Linked DNA regions of Sus scrofa: region 2 is linked to region 1. The links are chromatin contacts, called in public HiChIP or PLAC-seq maps. All regions are on one chromosome and are shown on one strand. The core of a region is the stretch at or near the end of the contact, and the rest is flanking DNA. Distances in the headings are between cores, read along the strand shown.

Evidence for each region. HiChIP or PLAC-seq counts read pairs in DNA pulled down with a chosen protein or histone mark.
Region 2: a contact with region 1 is called in an H3K27ac HiChIP or PLAC-seq map of alveolar macrophages. The contact joins two enhancer-like sites. A contact is called at or near these places in 1 of 47 Hi-C or Micro-C datasets (epiblast stem cells) and 1 of 2 datasets of contacts at active chromatin or transcription factors (alveolar macrophages).

What each region holds. Positions count from the first base shown.
Region 1 is chr6:47,205,527-47,210,275 of Sscrofa11.1, forward strand. SPINT2 (kunitz-type protease inhibitor 2) reads left to right here. Exons shown (of 7, transcript XM_003127108.5): 3 at 436-495; 4 at 1,819-1,872; 5 at 2,275-2,436; 6 at 2,805-2,843; 7 at 4,348-4,749. The coding sequence ends at 4,514. LOC102167359 (a long non-coding RNA gene) reads right to left here. Exons shown (of 5, transcript XR_303838.3): 5 at 4,121-4,467. Among named protein-coding and RNA genes, the nearest start is that of C6H19orf33, 15 kb to the right of the region's middle. Within about 2 kb of position 3,250, at least 16 of the 83 cell types and tissues checked have an H3K27ac peak or open chromatin away from gene starts, as enhancers often do. A contact at or near this core is called in alveolar macrophages, where this site is marked.
Region 2 is chr6:47,375,049-47,379,436 of Sscrofa11.1, forward strand. It overlaps RYR1 (ryanodine receptor 1), which reads left to right. Exons shown (of 109, transcript NM_001001534.1): 32 at 528-693; 33 at 3,437-3,523; 34 at 3,700-3,926. Among named protein-coding and RNA genes, the nearest start is that of RYR1, 37 kb to the left of the region's middle. Within about 2 kb of position 1,408, at least 4 of the 83 cell types and tissues checked have an H3K27ac peak or open chromatin away from gene starts, as enhancers often do. A contact at or near this core is called in alveolar macrophages, where this site is marked.

The DNA.
Region 1 (4,749 bases), core at 2,000-4,499:
ACCCCCGTGCTACTGTGGGAACTCCCCTTTTTAACCATTTTTTAAGTGCACTGTTTTAGTGGCATTGTCTATTCACACTGCCCTGCATCCCCTTCACGTCTTTATTCATGAGGTGAGTTAATACAGTTCCACAGGTTATTTGGTGCTGGGAGCCATTCGTGTCTTTTTATAAAACCACTTCAGACGTCTTTGCTCCGATTCCCAGCTGGTTGATCTTAAAGTTCAACCCACAAGGGCAGTCTTGGTTCCTTATTTTTCAAGTTCTGGCAGGCTTGTGGTCCAGAATGTGCACTGAAGGGCCCACATAAAGGAGAAATGGGAATTGCCGTGAGAGGCACACGGAACCAAGCCTGCTCAGGGACGCAGCTTATTTTGTTTGACCAGGCAGTCCTGGGGGTGCACTTTCTCACCGTACTGTTTTTTGTCCCCTTGTAGAGAGTACCATCAATGATCTGGCCACCAGCAGGAATGGAGCAGATTCCTCTGTTCCAAGTGGTAGGTTCTTAAAAGATCTGGAATGGAATGTGGGCTGTCCAGATGGGTAACTAACTGAAAGGACATTTGTCAGTTGCAAGTTGCTCCACCTCCTGGTTCTGCTTGCTCAGAATTGGTGAACTGGGGCTCTGGGCTGCCCGCTTCTGGCTCCTTGCCAGCATCCTTATGCTGGGGAGTTCATGTCCAGTGGACAAGAGGGTAGAGGCATTCAACAGCACTTCCTGGCTGGCCTCCGCTTCCTCCTGGGGGTTTGGGGATTGTGGCTGCTGCCACATACGGCTCCTTCTTCCTCTTTGGGCTGGCCTCAAGTCCCCTGGCCTCTGCCTGCTGCCCTGTCTTTGCTGCCCTGTCTTCACTGCCCTGTCCCCCCTCCTTGCCTGTTCTGTCTCCTGTGCTGCCTGTCATCCTTGTGTCTCTCTCCCTGTCTTGAGTCCTCTGTTCTCTGACACCCCTGCCTCCATGCCCACTGCAGTCCTTGATCTCGAGCTTTGTGTTAGCTTGCTTTGTAGTGCTGGCAGCAGCTGCCCCCTTCCTCCTTTATGCTTAAAGGACTCTGCATCGGGAGCCTGGGGTGAGTGGTCCAGATGCACTAGCAAGTCCAACCCCACTTTCCAAAGGCCAGTCCCCAGGCCTTGGGTTCTGCTGGGAGAGACCTGCTGTGGAGGGAGGGACTCCATCCCCACCCTGTTTGAAAATGTTCCCCAGGCAGCCAGTGGCCACACAGTGGTTGCAGTTTTGGCTCTGGTCCTTTGGTTCTGACATCAGTGTCCACAGGAAGGTGAGCATTTATTAGTTCAGCGGTCAGTTGACTTGAAGAATGCCGAGAGTTAGGTCAGAGTCACTTTCCAGTTTTGCTAGGCCGGGAATCCTGTAACTGTCCTAGCCATTGCTTTGTCTGGGTTCCTTGTTTATTTCCGATCTGGCCTCTGCAAGGAGCTGTGGGGCACTGGCATCCTAAGTCTGACTTCTGTCCTGTTTCAGAAGAAAATTTCACCAAGAGAATAAAGGACCTACCCCTCAGTCAGAGTGTGGATACCTCTGGTCTTCCTCATTACCCCAGAAATGGCAGCTGGGGTTAGTTTCCATAGGAACCCCTGCGGTGACAGGCAGCCTCCCCATCCCTGGTCATTCTATATGTGCTGGGAAGCCCATTCGAACTGGGAGTGGATGGAGCAAAGCTGCCCACAGACGGGGCTCCACTCCCTTCGTTCTGGGTGCCAGAGTGTCCACACTCCCTCAGTGGGCCCTTGTAGACTCAGCCCAGCTGGGCCATGTGTCCAGGGTCCATCCCAGCCTCCCTGACATGGATGTTTTGTGTTTCAGTCCCCAGAAGGCAGGATTCTGATGACCTCACCGATGATATTATCAACTATGAAGGTATATATATATGTGTGTGTGTGTATTTATTTCTCTTTTTAGGGCCACACCCACGGCATATGGAGGTTTCCAGGCTAGGGGTTGAATTGGAGCTCTAACTGCCGACCTACACCACAGCCACGGCAACGTGGGATCCAAACCGCATCTGTGACCTACACCACAGCTCATGGCAATGCCGGATCCTTAACCCAGTGAGTGAGGCCAGGGATCAAACCTTCTTCCTCATGGATACTAGTCGGGTTTGTTAACCCTCGACAGGAACTCCCCTGTAATCAAGTTTCTTTAGTAGAGGGATGTTCTCCCCATTGGCTGGTGGCTGTGTGACTGCTTGGGAGCATTCTAGCTCGGGTCCCCTCTCCTGGGCCCTGCTAACTTGTACCCCTTGGACTGTCTCGCTCCCAGAATACTGCACTGCCAAGGCTGTCACAGGGCCTTGCCGCGCAGCCTTCCCCCGCTGGTACTTTAATGCCGAGAAGAACTCTTGTGATAAGTTCATCTACGGAGGATGCCGGGGCAATAAAAACAGCTACCACTCCAAGGAGGAGTGTATGCAGCGCTGCTTCGGTGAGTCTCCCGACTCCTCAATCTGAGAAACAAGGTGGGCCTCCCAAGTTGATGGGTCCTCCAGGAGGACACCGGTCCATTTCCTCAGCCCTGAAATGAAGGCCTTGGAAACACTGTCCTCTCGAGTCTCCGCTTGCTCTAGCTCCCCAGGGACAGGGAGAGGCTTGGCCCCAGTTCTTGGATGGGTATATCCTAGGCCCTTTCTGAGGTGGCAAGGTCCCAACGCCCTCAAAAGAGCTGGAAGAAGTCGCTCAGAAAGAGCCCCCCATGGAGGCCGAGGGCTGAGGGGGAGGGAGATTCTCAGGTGGCTGCAGCTCCGGGGGGAGGAGAGCTGAGAGCGGACCTCAAGGTTGTGTGTTCTCTTCCAGGCAAGCAGTTGTATCCTGCCCTGCCCCGCGGCACTAAAGGTAAGTGGCCTTGGGCCCCTCCACATGCCCTGACCAAGCTCAGCTGCTTTGTAGGCTCGTGTTGTCTCGGACACATCGTCCTTCACTGTAAACATCTTTTTTGTTAGGAAGTTATATTTCTGCATGAGAAGGGCCAGGCAGCTTGGAACATGTGCTGGATGTTTGTCCCCCCGAATAGTGGACATAAACAGGCTTAGGAGTGAGGCCACCTCTGCCCAGGCAGTCTGGGGGCAACCAGAGGACACAGCCTACTGTTTTCAGTTGTATGGGGGTCTGCTGTATCGGCAGGCCTGAGACTGACTCCGATTGGGGGGAACTTTGCTGTCGTGGGGTATACAGAGTTGGCTGTGGCAAGACGAAAAGCCCTTGCCGTGTGTGGGTGGAGCATGGCCTCAGTCAGTGCTGCTGTCCCCATGTAGTCTGGTCTGACAAGGAGGCCAAGCCTCCTCTTTTGTTTCGGATGCTGAGTCATGGATGGGAGTGTTTGCACAAAGACTTGCCACACGGGTTTGGCCTCTTTCCACTTGGGTCCTTGTTAAGGAGCCCAGGCCTGTCCCATGTGTCTGCTCTGCTTTAGAAGAGGAATGAAGTTCCAACCTGGTTGGCCAGGCATGAGGGTCTGGAGGGTTGGAGGTGGAGAAGGAATCGACCCTGTCCCATTCTGCAGCCAAGGAGGGAGCTGGATAGCTGACCCAGGAGATCACATTCTTAGGTATAGCCCCACCTGGAGAAAAAGCATCTTAACTGACCAGTGGGGCAATTAAGAGAACAAGGGTCCCCTCCCGACCCTGCTCCAAACACACCCTTGCTTCTGCCCTTCCCTCATTCCACAGGCAGCCACCCCAGCCCCCTGCAGGGCCACATCTTTCTCTGGCTGGTTGGGGTTGGGAAGGGTGTTGACGCACAGACCAGAGGGGTGTGCTTTTATATCCTGGCGTCCACCTCTTGGCTTGGGACTCCTATAAGAGTTGCCCTTGAGAGGTGGAAGGGAAATACAGAGTTGAAGGTTTTTGGGGAGTTCCCATTGTGGCTCAGCAGTAACGAACCCGACTAGTATTCATGAGGACGTGAGTTCGATCCCTGGCCTTGCTCATTGGGTTAAAGATCCGGCATTTCCATGAGCTGTGGTGTAAGTCACAGACGTGGCTCGGATGTGGCATTGCTGTCATTGTGCTGTAGGCCGGCAGCTCCGGTTCAACCCCTAGCCTGGGAACTTCCATATGCCGCAGGTATGGACCTAAAACGACCCAAAAAAAGGAACACAAATAGCCACTCTGTCTGCACATAGCTCAGCCCCTCCTTTTTTCAGAAACATCTTTCTCAAGAGTCCCTACCGGGACTGTCCGTGATAATTTCCTGTGCGGTGGTGTCAGTTCTCCAGACCCTCCCAGGTTAGGGTGGGGGGAGCATCTGGCCCGGGGGCTGCTGGTCCTCCTGAGCCCATGTGGACACTGCTGTGGCCTGCCTTGTCCTGCTGGTTCTGAGGCCTTTCTCTCACCCACAGTGGTGGTCCTGGCAGGGCTGTTCGTGATGGTCCTGGTCCTCTTGCTGGGCGCCTCCGTGGTCTGCCTGATCAGGGTGGCCAGAAGAAACCAGGAGCGCGCCCTCCACACCGTCTGGAGCACTGCGGACGACAAAGAGCACCTGGTGAAGAGCACTTACGTGCTGTGAACGCCGCATCACCAAGGGGGTGCCCGCCCCCACCTTCTGTTGCTGGAAAGAATCTGGGAAGGGAGGGAAGATGCGTGGCAAACATGTGCGCGCCTTTTCAAATAGAGTGATTGATTTGTATCTGTGTGATCATTAGGGTGTCGGGTCTGATTGTCACTCCAGAAGGTAAGAAGGCTGCTCCCTGGTCTCCCGGGTGGGCTTGCTCTGGAAATCCTCTTAGAAAAGAGCTGGGCAC
Region 2 (4,388 bases), core at 158-2,657, 170 kb after region 1:
TGGCACCTCCTCCCTTCTCCTCTCTTCCTGCGTATCTTCCTTCCATGGCTCCTTCTCTGTGTCTTGCCTCCTCCTCTGTTTTTTGTTTTTTTGTTTTTGTTTTTGTTTTTGTTTTTGTACCTGCGACCTGTGCAAGTTCCCCTGGGCCGGCATCAAACCTGCTTCGCAACGGTGACAATGCCAGGTTCTTAACCTGCTGAGCTGCAGGGGAACGCCTCCCTCCTCTTCTTTTTCCATTTCTTTTTCATTTTCTCCTCCTCTTCCATCTTGCCATCCTCTTTCGACGTGACCCTCCTTTCTCTGTTCTCTCCTCCTGCTCGCCTTCCTTCTCCTCCTTTCGGATTCCCCACCCCCGCCACCATCTTCTAGGAACTCTAGCTCCAGGAGGCTCAGGGTCTGGGGTGAGAGGTTTCAGGGCCCCATCTGCAGGTGGTGGGTGTTGGGGGATGGGGCTCAGGGAAGGGGGTGTCCCGGGTCCCGAGTGCCTCGGCTGAGGACCCAGGCACTGACACCTTCGTGACTTCCAGCCTCAAGTGCAGCAACTGCTACATGGTGTGGGGTGGAGACTTTGTGAGCCCCGGGCAGCAGGGCCGGATCAGCCACACAGACCTTGTCATCGGCTGCCTGGTGGACTTGGCTACTGGGCTTATGACCTTCACCGCCAACGGCAAAGAGAGCAACACCTTTTTCCAGGTGAGTCCTGTTCTCAGCAACTTAGCCATAGCATCCTCGTGTCTCTGTGTCCTGGGACAGCCCTTCCAGACACCTTCTGGGGACACACCTCAGACAGGACAAAAACAGCTTCAGGACAGGCCAGAGTGGGGAGGTCCCTAGGAGACCACTTAGGTGAACCATGCATCAAACTGACACCCAGAAAGGAGAGAGAGCAGAGCCTTGACCTTGGAGAGATGTTTGTGTTCCCTCTGGGGCTGGGTGACACCAGTTGAAGCTTTTTCACCCATCAGGGAACACCCTAGGCTGGGACAGAATTCTACGGCAGGATTTTCCTTTTCAAATTTTGTTTTTGTTTTTTGTTTGCTTTTTAGGGCCGCACCCTTGGCATATGGAGGTTCCTAGGCTAGGCGTTTAATCAGAGCTACAGCTGCTGGCCTCCGCCACAGCCACAGCCACAGCAACACTGGATCCTTAACCCACTGCTGAGTGAGGCCAGGGATCGAACCCGCAACCTCATGCTTCCTAGTCGGATTCATTTCCACAGCGCCATGAAGGGAACGCCATTTTTTTTTTTTTTTTTTTTTTTGCCACACCCCGGCCATGTGGAAGTTCCCAGGCCAGGGATTAAACCTGCAGCTGTGTTGCAGTTGTGACCTTTGCCACAGCTGTGGCAATGCCAGATCCTTAACGTCCTACATCACAAGGGGGAACTTCCTCCTTTTCAGCATTTTATTATGAAAGATTTCAAGCCTTCAGCACAATTAAAGGAACTGTACAGTGAACGCCCATATACCCACTACTGTGAATCTGCCATCCGTGTTTTAAGACACTAGCTTTATCACACATTCTCTGTCTGTCCATCCAGAAGTCCATCTGACTTTGTTCATTTTACGAAACTTTAAGTGGAGAATTTCAAAAATTTGCAAAAATTGAACAGCATAATGAACCTCCATGGCCCCATCGCACATATCCAACTAGTATCCAACAGCTAATTTTGTTCCATCTTTACCCCACACCCACCAGATGATTCTGCGGGAGAGCCCATATATCATACGGTTTTGTCTCTTTTCAGTATGTATCTCTACAAGAGTTCATTTATTTTATTTTATTTTGGTCTTTTCTAGGGCTATACCTGCAGCATATGGAGGTTCCCTGGCTGGGGGTCTAATCGGAGCTGTTGCTGACAGCCTACACCACAGTCATGGCAATGCAGGATCCGAGCCCTGTCTTCGACCTGCACCACAGCTCACGGCAATGCCAGATCCTTAACCCACTGAGCAAGGCCAGGGATCGAACCCGCAACCTCACGGTTCCTAGTCGGGTTCGTTAACCACTGCGCCACGACAGGAACTCCTAAAAGGGTTCTTTTAAAGAGCATAGCTGCAATAGCGTTATCTTTAACAACAACAACAAAAAAAAGCCGACCCAATAATTCTTAGATATCATCGAATATCCAGCCCATGTTCAGACTTTTCTGCTTGTCTCAAAAATGTCTTTTGACTAAAGTTCCGGTCGTGGCTCAGTGGAAAAGAATCCATGAGGACACAGGTTTGATCCCTGGCCTCACACAGTGGGTTAGGATCTGGTGTTGCTGTGGCTGTGGTGTAGGCCAGAGGCTATAGCTCCAATTTGACCCCTAGCCGGGGAACTGGGAACCTCCATGTGTCGCGGGTGCAGCCCGAGTGAAAACAAACCAAAAAAAGTCTTTTTACTGTTTGTTGGAATCAGAATCTTAATAAGGTGATCTATTTCGGTTCCCACCTCCCCGCCCCTTTGAAATGTATTTGGTGAAGGAGCTTTGCTCCTCAGCGTGTGGTCCCTGGACCCGCAGGATCTGCATCCCCTGGGAGCTGGTTAGAAACGCAGACTCTCAGGCCCCTCCCCAGGCCTGCCCACACAGAATCTGCATTTTAACACATCCCAGGGGATTCATGCCCACACTGCCATCTGAAGCGTGCTGACCCGGTTTATCACAGTCTGAATCTGGCTGATGCATACCTGAGGTGTCACTTAGACATTTTCCTCTGTCCCCTGTAGTTCCTTGTAAACTGGGAGATGGAGCCACAGGTGCAATTAGATTCAGGTTTGGGAGTTCCTGTTGTGGCTTAGCGGGTTGGACATAGTATCCATTAGGATGCGGGTTTGATGAGTTAAGGATCCGGTTTTTCTGCAAGCTGTGGTGTAGGTCAGAGATGCAGCTTGGATCTGGCGTGGTTGTGGCTGTGGTGTAGGCCAACAGCTGCAGCTCCTATTTGACCCCTGGCCTAGGAACTTTCATATGCCACAGGAACGGCTGTAAAAAGAGAAAAAAAAAAAAAAAAAGACTCAGGTTTGGCAAGCCTGCTTTACAGATGGTGGTGTTTGTGGTGCTGGAGGCTGGGTGAGATCCTCCTCCAAGATCAGAGGGGCCGCATGGAAAGAGCAGTCAGAGGATGCTTTTTGGACTTTGAAGACTGAATGTGCTTGGGAGAGAAACAGGACTGGCATTTGTGGGGGTCGGGGAGGGTGGGCATGATGTGCACAAAGACCCAGATGACAGGTTGCCCTGGGGGAGTTGGAGGAGGCTGGCCTGGCTGGATCAGAAGTGGTGCAGCCCATGAGCGACCTTAGGGCCATTGTGGAGCCACCAGTGGCCGAGTTTGGCTCTGTAGACACCACAACAGGATCAGGCTGGGGCAGTCGGATCCAGAGTTTTGGATCCACAGTCAACCCTACCTCCAGTGCATCCTCTTCCTCACCCTGCCCTCTTCTCCCTTGCCAGGTGGAACCCAACACAAAGCTGTTTCCAGCCGTCTTTGTCCTGCCCACACACCAGAACGTCATCCAGTTTGAGCTGGGGAAGCAGAAGGTATGAGCACAGTGACGGCCCTGGCGGGGCCGGGCTGAGGAAGGCGGTGCAGGAGGTCAGGCCGGCAGGGCAGCTGGAGGTGGCGAGGGGCAATCCAGGAGGTCTCCCTGGAAGCGGAGGGGTGGGACAGAGAGAGGGCTGGGAATCCTGACCCGTGCACACCTCCGTGCCCCCAGAACATCATGCCGCTGTCCGCTGCCATGTTTCTGAGCGAGCGCAAGAACCCGGCCCCGCAGTGCCCGCCCCGGCTCGAGATGCAGATGCTGATGCCCGTGTCGTGGAGCCGCATGCCCAACCACTTCCTGCGGGTGGAGACGCGCCGTGCCGGCGAGCGGCTTGGCTGGGCGGTGCAGTGTCAGGAGCCACTGACCATGATGGCACTGCACATCCCTGAAGAGAACCGGTCAGGGCCTGCCCGGGTGCCTGGGGGCTGGGGGGGGAGCGGTTCTGCAAGGGGCAGATCCCTCTCGGTGCCCCTCCCTGCTCTCCCAGGCCTCCAGACAACACCCCACGAGGCCCGAGACTTACCTGACTCTCCCCAGATAACATTCCAGGGGCCTCTAAATCCTTTCTGCAGGCCCAGACCCAGGCTCAGCCCAGGCATCCCCAGATAATACCCCAGGGGGCTCCAGCACCACCTCAGAGGACCACAGACCCACCTCCAGGGACCCCAGACAACACTCCAGGGACCCTAGACCTGCCCACAGTGCTCAAAACCCATCTCAGGGAGCCGCAGTCCATATCAGGGAGCCCACCGGAGACCCCAGGGGCCTCAAGTGCACCTTGGAGTGTGTTGGACATTTTTCAGAGAGGCCCGGGTGCCCCCTAGGGTGTCTCAGGCACACCCAGGGAGACTTTAGCTGTT